Linked DNA regions of Bactrocera dorsalis: region 2 is linked to region 1. A link is a contact called in public Hi-C data. All regions are on one chromosome and are shown on one strand. The core of a region is the stretch at or near the end of the contact, and the rest is flanking DNA. Distances in the headings are between cores, read along the strand shown.

Evidence for each region. Hi-C and Micro-C count contacts between places; a contact is called where the count stands out from the background.
Region 2: a contact with region 1 is called in a Hi-C map of whole body, with 1.7 times the contacts expected there. The contact joins the enhancer-like site here to the promoter of LOC105225950 in region 1. A contact is called at or near these places in 2 of 2 Hi-C or Micro-C datasets (both in whole body).

What each region holds. Positions count from the first base shown.
Region 1 is chr5:65,948,060-65,953,278 of ASM2337382v1, reverse strand. It overlaps LOC105225950 (endocuticle structural glycoprotein SgAbd-2), which reads right to left and starts at 2,163. Exons shown (of 2, transcript XM_011204635.3): 1 at 1,879-2,163; 2 at 886-1,800. The coding sequence starts at 1,890. The coding sequence ends at 1,198.
Region 2 is chr5:66,000,185-66,005,403 of ASM2337382v1, reverse strand. It overlaps LOC105225951 (ankyrin repeat and BTB/POZ domain-containing protein 2), which reads left to right. Exons shown (of 7, transcript XM_049459045.1): 3 at 1-768. The coding sequence starts at 233. Among protein-coding and RNA genes, the nearest start is that of LOC105225950, 52 kb to the right of the region's middle. Within about 2 kb of position 1,978, the one cell type or tissue checked has open chromatin away from gene starts, as enhancers often do.

The DNA.
Region 1 (5,219 bases), core at 914-3,413:
GTTACTTCGTAAATGCTTTTATATTTGAATTAAATTCTCCGATGTTAAGGGGTTTGTGACCCCCAAAACCCCGGATCCATAATTTATTTCTGATAGATGAAGGGGTTTCTTCCAACATATTTTTAATACCGATGTTACTTCCAAATTCTTCTAAATTTCAATTAAAGTCTTTAATTTTAAGGGGGTTTTGACACTCAATGCCCCCTAGATCCAAAATTTCTCTCTGGGAGGATTTATCCTTCAAACATATTTCTAGTAGTGATTTTGCTTGATAAATTCTTCTAATTTCGAACTAAAATCTCCGTTTTTTGAAATTGTTCGACCCCTTTGGTTCCGCCACTGTAATGACTAGTCGATTATATTATTTGAGTTTCTATAGTCAGTAGCTGATCCGGAATTTCTTTTTAGCGGTTTTTTCCTTCCAATATATTTTTAATATTGATGTGACTTCGTAAATTCTTCTAAATTTGAATTAAAATCTCCGATTTAAAGGGGGTTTTGACACTCACTTCCCTCTCAGATCCAGAATTTCTTTCTGAGAGGGCTCATTCTTCCAACATATTTTTAATATTGATTCTAGTTGGTAAATTCTTCTAATATTGAACTAAAATCTCTGAATTTTTCAAGGATTTGACACCAAAAACCCTTTCTGGTTACGCCACTGTAATATTTTGCCGATTATTATTATTTGAGTTCTGTAGCTGATCCGGATTTATGTATGGGGGGCTTTTTGCTTCTAACTTATTTTTAAAATTCTTCCAAATTTAAATCAAGAAGTCCTGTTATAGAGGGATTTTGGGGCTCAAAACCTCCTTCATTGAGCCGCCTCTGTAGTTATTAGTATATTTGGTTAGCAACTATTTCAAATCAGCGCTAAAGTAACCATAAGCAGATAAAGTCTTCTATGTTCTCTGTCAAACCCAAGTTTTTACCGATCACAGCGCCTAAAAGTATGCAACAGATATTGAACAACGCAAGCGATCGTGGTGAAAAGTCTTTTTATTCTCATTTGCAGCAATACAAGTAGATGCTAAACTCAACTTAAAAAGAAACATAAAAAAATAATGAAAAAAAAATAAAAAAAAATAAAATAAATTAAATTAAGTAAAAACAAAAAGGTCCACACCTAAAGCGTACATTTCATAATTTATCGCTTAACCGAATTCGAATTTACATAAGTAAACAACTACTCAGCGTTTACACCTGCATAATTTGGCCATTCCAAACGCTGCCCATAGCTGGTACCTGGGAAACATGTGGTACTTGCGAAACATGTGGTACTTGCGAAACATATGGAACTTGCGAAACATGTGGAACATTCGGTACATTCTCGACTTGCTGCTCTTGTGGTCTCGGCTTCTCCACCACACGCGGCAGTTGGCTATTCATCTTCGCCGCCGACGAAATCTGCGGCATTATGTTATTGCCCTCGGGCACGAAGCCGCGATCGTCGGCACTATAATGCACCACCACCTCCTTGCCGTTGGCGTCGAAGTACGAATAGCTGCCACTGATCTTCAGATATTGATATTCGGTGCCGGGGTTGATGACTACAGCGCTCTCCTGTCGAAACGAGCCATCCTCGCCGCGATAATGGAAATTGTAAGCGCCGTCGGTGGATTGCTGCAGTGCCGCATCCATGATGCCGATAACGGGCACACGTGGCTCCATTTCCATTTCTGGCACAACAACCGCCCCCATATTGTCCATCGCGCGCAGCTCCATAATGGGCTCGGTAACCATCAACTGCTCGTCAACGGGTGCGGCGCACGCAACTGCGAGCAATGCTGCAAAAGAGAGCTGTGGAAAATATTATTTTTTGGATTTAGTGTTAATTTAAAATAATGCTGTATATTTTTTGAAGAAGTCTTTACTAACGTATCGGAACATTTTTGAGTTTCACGCCTTGGTTGTTGCTCGCTTGCCTCTGGCTTAACAAATATGCTGAGGAACCGAGTTCACACAATTTTTATACCCAGTTTGCTGTGTGAAGAAAGTACAAAAGAACGCGCATACATAATTTCTTCGGCATATAAGGCAATAAGCTTTATTTTTAGCATCCATTTTGGCTCTTAAGTAGCTCTTAATTGCGCTTAAATGCAGTTCTTCTTTAAGTCTTTCAACTGACTTTGATTTTTGTTTGGCCAAATTATGCGCTGAGAGAAATTCTTGGCACTTTGTTATGCAAAATTTTTTGGAAAAATATCTGGCGACCGAAAATCATTGAATTGCTGGATCGAGGTTGATAATTTTATTATTACCAGGCACTTGAATTTCTAGATTAGTATGATGCTCTTTCCAGTTTTCGAACGAACTCAACGTTAGTTGTCTTCGTTGACAATAATTACAACTAAATGCGATTTAGTTAACCAATAAAACAACACCAACGAACAGCAAATGAGAACTCGCCTCACAGTTGCGTTACAACTTTGCTAGTTAGTAGTTTCAGGTAGTTTTTTCTTTCCTCATCGGCATACTCACCGATATATTGGGAAGTCGAAAAAGTATTTTCGTATTTTGTCAGTAGATGTCGTGGCAGTCGTATATCTCCAGTGCTACCAATCATATTGTGTCATACCATGTAGTGTTGGAAAGCTAAGATTTTAAGCTTCATTTAACCAAAAAAAAAATTAAATTCGGGGAAGTTGAAAAAAAGTTACAGCTGTTCAAAAATGAGTGAAAATAATGAGGAAATACGCTATATTTTGCAATTTTTGTATAAAAAAGGGAAGAATGCCACACAAACCACCAATGAAATTTGTGAAGTTTACAGAGACGATGCTTTATCAGTTCGTTCGCTTCCGAAAAATAAAAATACGAAAAGACTTTATCGACTACCCATTATTACGTCATTAGAAATCTCATTTATACAATATTAACAAAATCAGAGCGCATTTCGTTTCTTACACATGTTTCCAATCGCTCCAACTGACAAAAGCTTCAAAAGATCGCAAACAATTTGAGAAATGACTCTTCAGTGTGCCGTAATTGACGCATCTGCACGTCTTCTCGCAACGCTGCCGAAGAGTCATACGCAATCAGCGTCAGCAAGCGAACAAGTAGCAAGAAAAACAATATAAAGGCAAAAGCAACAACAAGGAAAAAAGGAAAGCACAGGACGGCGTTGCGTACAAGAATCATATGCGTGCGTTTGCAAGTGTGTTTGTGTTACAGTTTGCTGAGTTATGGCATTTTTTTGCGCCATTTCTTCGGGTAAACCGCAGCTGGTGGAGTGTAGAGTCGCTGAACTTATGACGGTGTGACTAAACAAGGTAAGTGGCAGTCAAGTGTTGGCAGGCGGATTGTGTAATGATTGAGAATTAATTTGCAATAATTTTCGTGGAAGGCAAATTTATGTGTTTTTGTATATATTTTTTTTTTATTTTTTATGCAAATGTCTCAAAATGCAATTAAAAAATATTATGGTTACTAAAGGTACATAAGTGATCAGCGGAACTCCTGCAGACTCCTTTACTTGAATGTGTTTCTAACAGAACACTATAGCCGTCCTGCTGTTTTGAGCCCACTCCACCAAGAGTCAATGTAAAGCTCTTAAAGTGGCTGGAGAAGCACACGAAATTGTCACTATTTCAGCAAAGCAAACCTGCCCAGAACATTCTGGACACCGACTACAACCTCACACAAAATAGACTTTTTGAGTTTGTTATTTAGGAAGAAAAGCTTCCCTTTATGGAAAGAAAATACCCACATCTCCAGTGAAAATAACCCCCGCTGTCGGTGGAAATCAGAGTTTGCCTTAAAAGTATGTTCTAATTAGACTTAAAAACTCTTAGGAGACCGCTATGACTCAGTATTTACAGAAGCAAGGATTGAAAGAACTAAGGCTAAGTGCAGAAAGAAGAGGTTCCAGTACTTTTCGTTCCCTTCAAGGAGGATACACTTGCCTTTTTTTCGGCGATCACCTCTTCATTCAATAGATCAATTTTTGATCTGATCTGAGGACAGAAAATAGCCTATGAGGTTCAGGTTTGGAGAATACAGCATGCCGACGCCGAATTAATAGATTTTTACCATCGTTTTCATTTGGCTTGGTGAATGAATGTTTGCATTCCGTCCTTCAAACGATCCAATAATGCTATCTAATGTTGATGGTCCTTCCTTTTTCGAGAGAGCCAATTACAATTATTCCTTACGCATTCCAAAATGCAGACGTCATGACCTTGCCAGCCGACTGTTTCACGCTTTTGAACGGAACGGTGTGCAATCCACTCGGATGACTGTCGAATGTACTTTGGAGTGAAATATCGACCATGTCGACGCAAAAACTCGAGTTTATTACGCTTGAACAACTCCAAACTTTGCTCCGAATCATCAACTCGTCGTTGTAGTACGTCAAAAGTGAGCTCACGTGGTGTCCAATTCGCACAGAACTTTCTCATGCACAGTCCTCGATGCACATTTCACCACGTCTAAGCTTAGCATAGGAATCCTTGTTGGTTGATTTTCCTGGGGCAGTGTCCATAAATTCATCTTCAAGCCAAGTTTTTGCTTCAACTGTATTTTTCCTCTTCACAAAGCAAGGTGAAGCCAAAAGGTTAAGGTGGAATCGAAACGCAAACACTTCATATATGGTATAGTCTTCACTGCGACAAAACGTTCGTGAGACAACCCGCAAGTAGACTAAAACGGCTCTCATTGGCAAGTGCAATGCTGCAAAGTGTGCTCTGTGGCTCAGGGAAGTTGGACTTATGAATGGGACTGAACAACGGCACACTAAAATTCTCTTCTTATTCAATTGCATTCCAGAAATTCTGAATTACTGTATCACAAGGTCTCCCTTGGGGGCTTTTTCGAGCAGTCGCTGAAGAAGAGGTATAGTGTGCGTTTCCACGGTTGGGTCGAAGCAAGGAGGGAAGGTTGGCGGAGATGTTTTCGGCACGAAGCTCTCCCTCAAAAATTCCGACAACAGAGCTGCAATACTAATGCTCGTTAACTGTGCGCTCAAAGCTAGGCAAGGAGTGTCTGTCCACACCAGAAATAGCAGAAAGCATTAAACAACTTCTCATCAGACTCGTTCGGGTGCCTGGTTAGAGCTTAATTTTTGCCAACTGGAAAGCCGAGGAGCTGGCCAAAGAGAACACCATTGCCATGCTCGCATTTGAATCGTGCGCTTAATTGGCGCTGGTGGACGACCTGCTCCTGTGCGACTGCTTGATCCTTTTTGATCTAGAGTAAAACGCATGAAACCTTGTGTATTA
Region 2 (5,219 bases), core at 729-3,228, 52 kb before region 1:
TATTTCTCGCCACATCACAACACGTCTTAGCACGCTCAACCGCGTGGGTGTCAAAAGCAAGCAGCGAACGACAACAACAACATACGGCGTAAAGAAAATCACAAAGCGAAGTGAACAGTAGCAATTGGCCAAACCGCAACTGCGAACAAAAAGATTAACACTCCAGCTATACCAAAACACACACCATCTAACTATATATGTACGTGCAACTGATGCAGCAAACAGCGCACGAATGCCTGCAACAGCCGCCAACACCGCCAACATCAACACGATTATTGCCAGCAATCAGCAAGTGCCATTGCCGGCAGCAAGAACGACAATCAGCAGCAAGCAACGCAGCGCTGGTGGTGGCAATAACAACAACAACAGCAGCATTGTCGGTAGCAGCAATAATTACAATTTACGTCCAACGATTGCCGTGAAACCAAAATCAACCGCAGCGACAGCGACCGCAGCAGTAGCAAACACTGCTGTCTCACATTGCAAACCGCAATACAGCAACAACAGCGAGCACAACAACCAGCACAGCAAGAACAAGCAGTACGACGCATACAGCAACAGCAACAACAACAAAGATTGCGGTGTCGTTGCTGGCAGTAGCGGCAGTGGCAGTGGCAGCAACAACGCCAACAATAGCAACAACAACGATATGCCCGGACGTCACAGCTGGGACCCGGGTCGCATCGGTGTCGAACACTTGGCCGGCGCATTAAGTCCGCTCTGCATCACCGATTCGAGTCATGAAATCGTGCGACCGAAGCCGCGTAGGTGAGTGTCGCTGCCGCCGCCAAGGCGATGTCTGATTGATTTTTAAAGCACTTGCATGCATATACCTACTATATCTATCTATATATATAATATATATTACAGTACATACATATGTATGGACTTTGTTATATGTGTATTGAGTGTGGAATTTGTGCTTGTGGATTGTGTTTGACTTGTGCGCCTAAAGGTAGGCAATTACAAACAATAAATGTTATGGATTTCTTTGGCTGCATTGCTTAGAAAGAAAATCGTAGCATACCTTTAGGCTGAACATAGCTATATTATATATTTTTTACTTAGCTAAGGTCCCTGTCGGAAAATTTTGGTAGGTATTAATAATAAAAATGCTAAATGATTTATTTTGGTGAGAGATATGGAGATCTTTTTATGGAGTAGTGCTGAAGCCTTTGATTTTAATAAAAAAAAAAAAATAAAGAAATTAGAAACCCATCGGAAACGATAGATATAATAACGAATATTAAAGGAAAAATAATTAACTATCGATCTTTGCTCGGGAGAAGTAAGAGAAGCGGCATGGTTGATTTTTTGAGTATTAAAAATGATTTATCTCGATTTTCGGCAAAACTACGCGTCCTTTAGAAAAAAGTTATATGGCAAAGTTGTAGGTAATAAAGAGATTTACAAGTTTTGTATATAGACTTTCTTCAGATAACCTCAATTTTTATTTAAAGATTTCATATAAATAAGTTTTTGGCCTTTTTATTTATATCTTTTTTCACATAACCTCAAAATTTATGAGAAAAATTGATAAAACCAAGTTTTTGGAATTTTTTAAATTTTTTCTTATACAAAAATTGTTTTTCTGTCACGAAATTTGATGCAAACTTACCTTCTTATGCCCCAAAATACTGAATTTTTATTAAAAATATTAAAATCGTAAAAATATATATACAAGAGTTATATATCTTTTCACTACCTGCAACATTGCCATATAACTTTTTTCTATAAAATCCCTAGTTTTGACAGAAATCTAGTTAAACCCTCTCTCTTCAAGTGCCTCATACCGCAGAGCCACCAACAGCTTGCCGCGCAAAACTTGAAATTTGTGCGCCTTGCGGCTTTAACAAGCGCAACGGCAGTTGCTAAAATAGCAAAACGACACTGCAACAACAACAACAAAAATAACCGCCAGCAACCGCAAACGCTTGACAGCTGTGTTAGCGCTGTATCATCTGAGCGCTGGCAAACACTTGTCGGATATTAGTTTTCACCATTAACCTTGACCAGCATTCTGCCCTTCTGGCGCGGCGTGCTGCGCAGCTGCGGCTTCGTTTGGCGGTTTGTTGCCGCTTGAACACTTCTACACTTCCAGCGCACATTTAAAGACTGTGTGAATTTGCGTGCGCGTGCGCCTTTTTTCGTGTGGTTAGCGCACAACGGCATTGCCGATGATGAGTTGCTAAAACTTAACTGTTTACTTGCTGTTGCATTTGTATATGAATGTGTGTGTGTGTGTTGATTTGAATCTGAATTCAATTCATTTCATTTGTTTTCGTGTCATTTGTTGTTTAAACTGTGCTTGTTGTTGCATTGCGCTGCTCTAAACACCTTCAGTCAGCGCTCGAACGCTTGCAATTTTGATGCTTGAATTTTAAAACGATTCTCATTCGTTTTATGTATGTGTGTATGTATATATATGTATGTTGGTGGTACTGCCAACCGAGTATTGGCAGCAAAGATGACTGCAAATGTTGTTTGTTATAAAAATATTAGATTTTTTTAAATAAAACTTAATTTTGTTCGATCAGTTTGTATGGCAGCTATATGATATAGTGGTTCGATCTGAATAATTTCTTCGGATATTGTACCGTTACCTTGGACAATGACTCATTCCAAATTTCGTACAGATACCATGTCAAACAAGAAATTTTTCCTTACAAGAACTTGATTTTGTTCGATCAGTTTGTATGGTAGCTATATGTTATAGTGATCCGATCTGAACAATTTCAACGGAGATTGTAGAATTACATGAGGCAATAATTGTTGTCAAATTTCATGAAGATATCTTTATAAGAAAAAAAGTTTTTCATACAATTACATGATTTTGATCGTTCAGTTTGTATGGTAGCTATATATTTTAGTTATCCGATCCGAACAATTCTTTCGGTAAATATACCGTTGTTGTTAATAATAATCTGTGTAAAATTTCATGAAGATGTCTCTTCAAATAAAAGAGTTTTCCATACAAAAGCTTGATTTTGTTCGATCAGCTTGTATGGCAGCTATATGCTATAGTCATCCGATCTAAAAAATTTCTGCACAGATTGTTGCATTGTCTTTTTCAATACTTCATGTCAAATTTCATCAAGATATCTTTACAAATAAAAAAGTTTTCCATACAAGAACATGATTTTTATGGTTCAATTTGTATGGCAGCTATATGCTATAGTGATCCGATCTGAAAATTTTTCTTTGTAAGTCATACTTTTATTATTCGTAAAAAATCGTGTCAAATTTCACGAACTTATCTCCTCAAATAAAAAACTTCTCCATACAAGAATTTGACTCTGATCGCTCAGTTTGTAATTTACACTGTGCAGGGTATGCGGTGTTTACCCCAATAAAGAAGAAAAAGAAGTGTATAAATTTATTTATTTCGTGCGCATAATTAAGTGGACTTTATGGCTCATATTTTCGTTTAATATTTCGATGTTTAATGTTTTGCTCTAGAACGTCCAACAACACGTAGTCAAATTTAATGCTCTAGTGACGTTGACCTTGCTCGGTATTCACACCCAAGCTGGTTGTGTCAACACTTTATAAACGCTGCAAAAACGTAATTAAATACTCCTCCGCCACTGAGTTAATTACTCATTAAGTTAGTTAGTTGGTTATGAGAATTCGCGCTTGAACAATAAAACATAGAAGTGTTTTAATTTTTTTTTGATGGAGTAAGTGATATTTTTGGCGTAAATTTTAACTCAGCTCTACGGTGCTATAATGGATGAAAACACTCCAACTTTGAAAGTATTCGACGCAGTATTTGCTGAGGGAAGCAGTCGATGAGGAAGTCCTCTACTCAGTCGGAGAGTGAAGGACTTAGCTACACTTTGAATCTCCAATTGTCGACGCCAATGAAAACAAAGTAAGCAAATCATTTACCATCTCACTCACAAGACAGACCTGCTGCAAGCGACCTTGCTCACACTTGTGGCAGTGATTTGAGATTTCGATATCAAACTGAGTTTCGCAAATATTTTCAACCGACCAAAACTGAATTATCTGCAAGAATTGCATATTTGCGATAAAAATAGTTTACATACTCCGTACGAAAAGGCGGCTGTGCTTATTTCGTAATCCACACACGCTCACATTGACTTACTTACACACCAACTGAAGTCCAAAAGCCAGCGCTGTGAGTGATGAATTGTTGGCTGCGACTAAAGTGCGTCCAAAGAATTCGCCAAAAGCCAACGCAAAAAAGCGGAGTTACATAAATACGCTGGCTAGTACCAAAAGTGCGCCACAACAACAAAGACAACAAAGTTTGGCGCGAGTGTGCGCTTTATTAAGCAAAATCAACAGAAACTGCAAATCGCAGAAAAAGAAGAAGAGAAGTTGAGAAGCCGAAATAGAAAATTTGCGCTGACAGCAACAAGCGCAGACGGAGATAAACGAGCTGAACAGCAGCAACCTTTGTAAGCAGTTGGTAATTAGTTGATGTTGTCTGGGGCTGGCTTAAAGTGGACCGCGTACGCTTAGAAGGTCCACAGATGACAGTTGAAAAAAAAATTAACAAAAAAAAAACAAAAAAAAAAACAAAAAAATTAAAAACAAAAAAATCGTTGGAAAAAGCAACAAAAAGTTTGCTAAAAACATAAACAAAAAAGTCGAAAATAAACAAACAAATAAAAAAGTAAGCAGCTTGTACCAAGCGACAGCCAAAAGCGCCAGAAACTATCAGATTTGCCAACCAGTAGTCAGCAACTTTGACCGTTTGGTTGTTTTTCACGACAGCCAACCAATTATTTACCATTTGCCTCGTTATGGTGCTAAAACCGAGTTAAAGACATAATTACATGGCCGCTGGACACGGCAGCGCGCAAAAACCCATAAGAACGCAGTAGAGGTAAAGGTGACTTCAGCGGTGGAGAGGAGAGCTTACACTGTTTGGACGCTTGAAAGTGAGCTGGCGTGGAAAAGCATGGAAGAGCATGCAAATTACTAGCATAGAAAATAAAAAACAAACACAAAAACAATAACAAATAAACAGAACAGTGGTAAGGAAAACTTATCAACTAAAATTCAGTAAAATCGAGACATTGTTTGGAGAAAACTTGCGCGCAACTTGGGTGGAAAAAACAAAAAAATTAAAATAAAAAAATAAAAGAAATAATAAAATTAAATATAAAAAAATAAAAAATTGCGCTTACTAAAATTAAAATAACAAAAGTGAGCAATGTGCACTTTTTACTTGTGGCAAGTCAAGC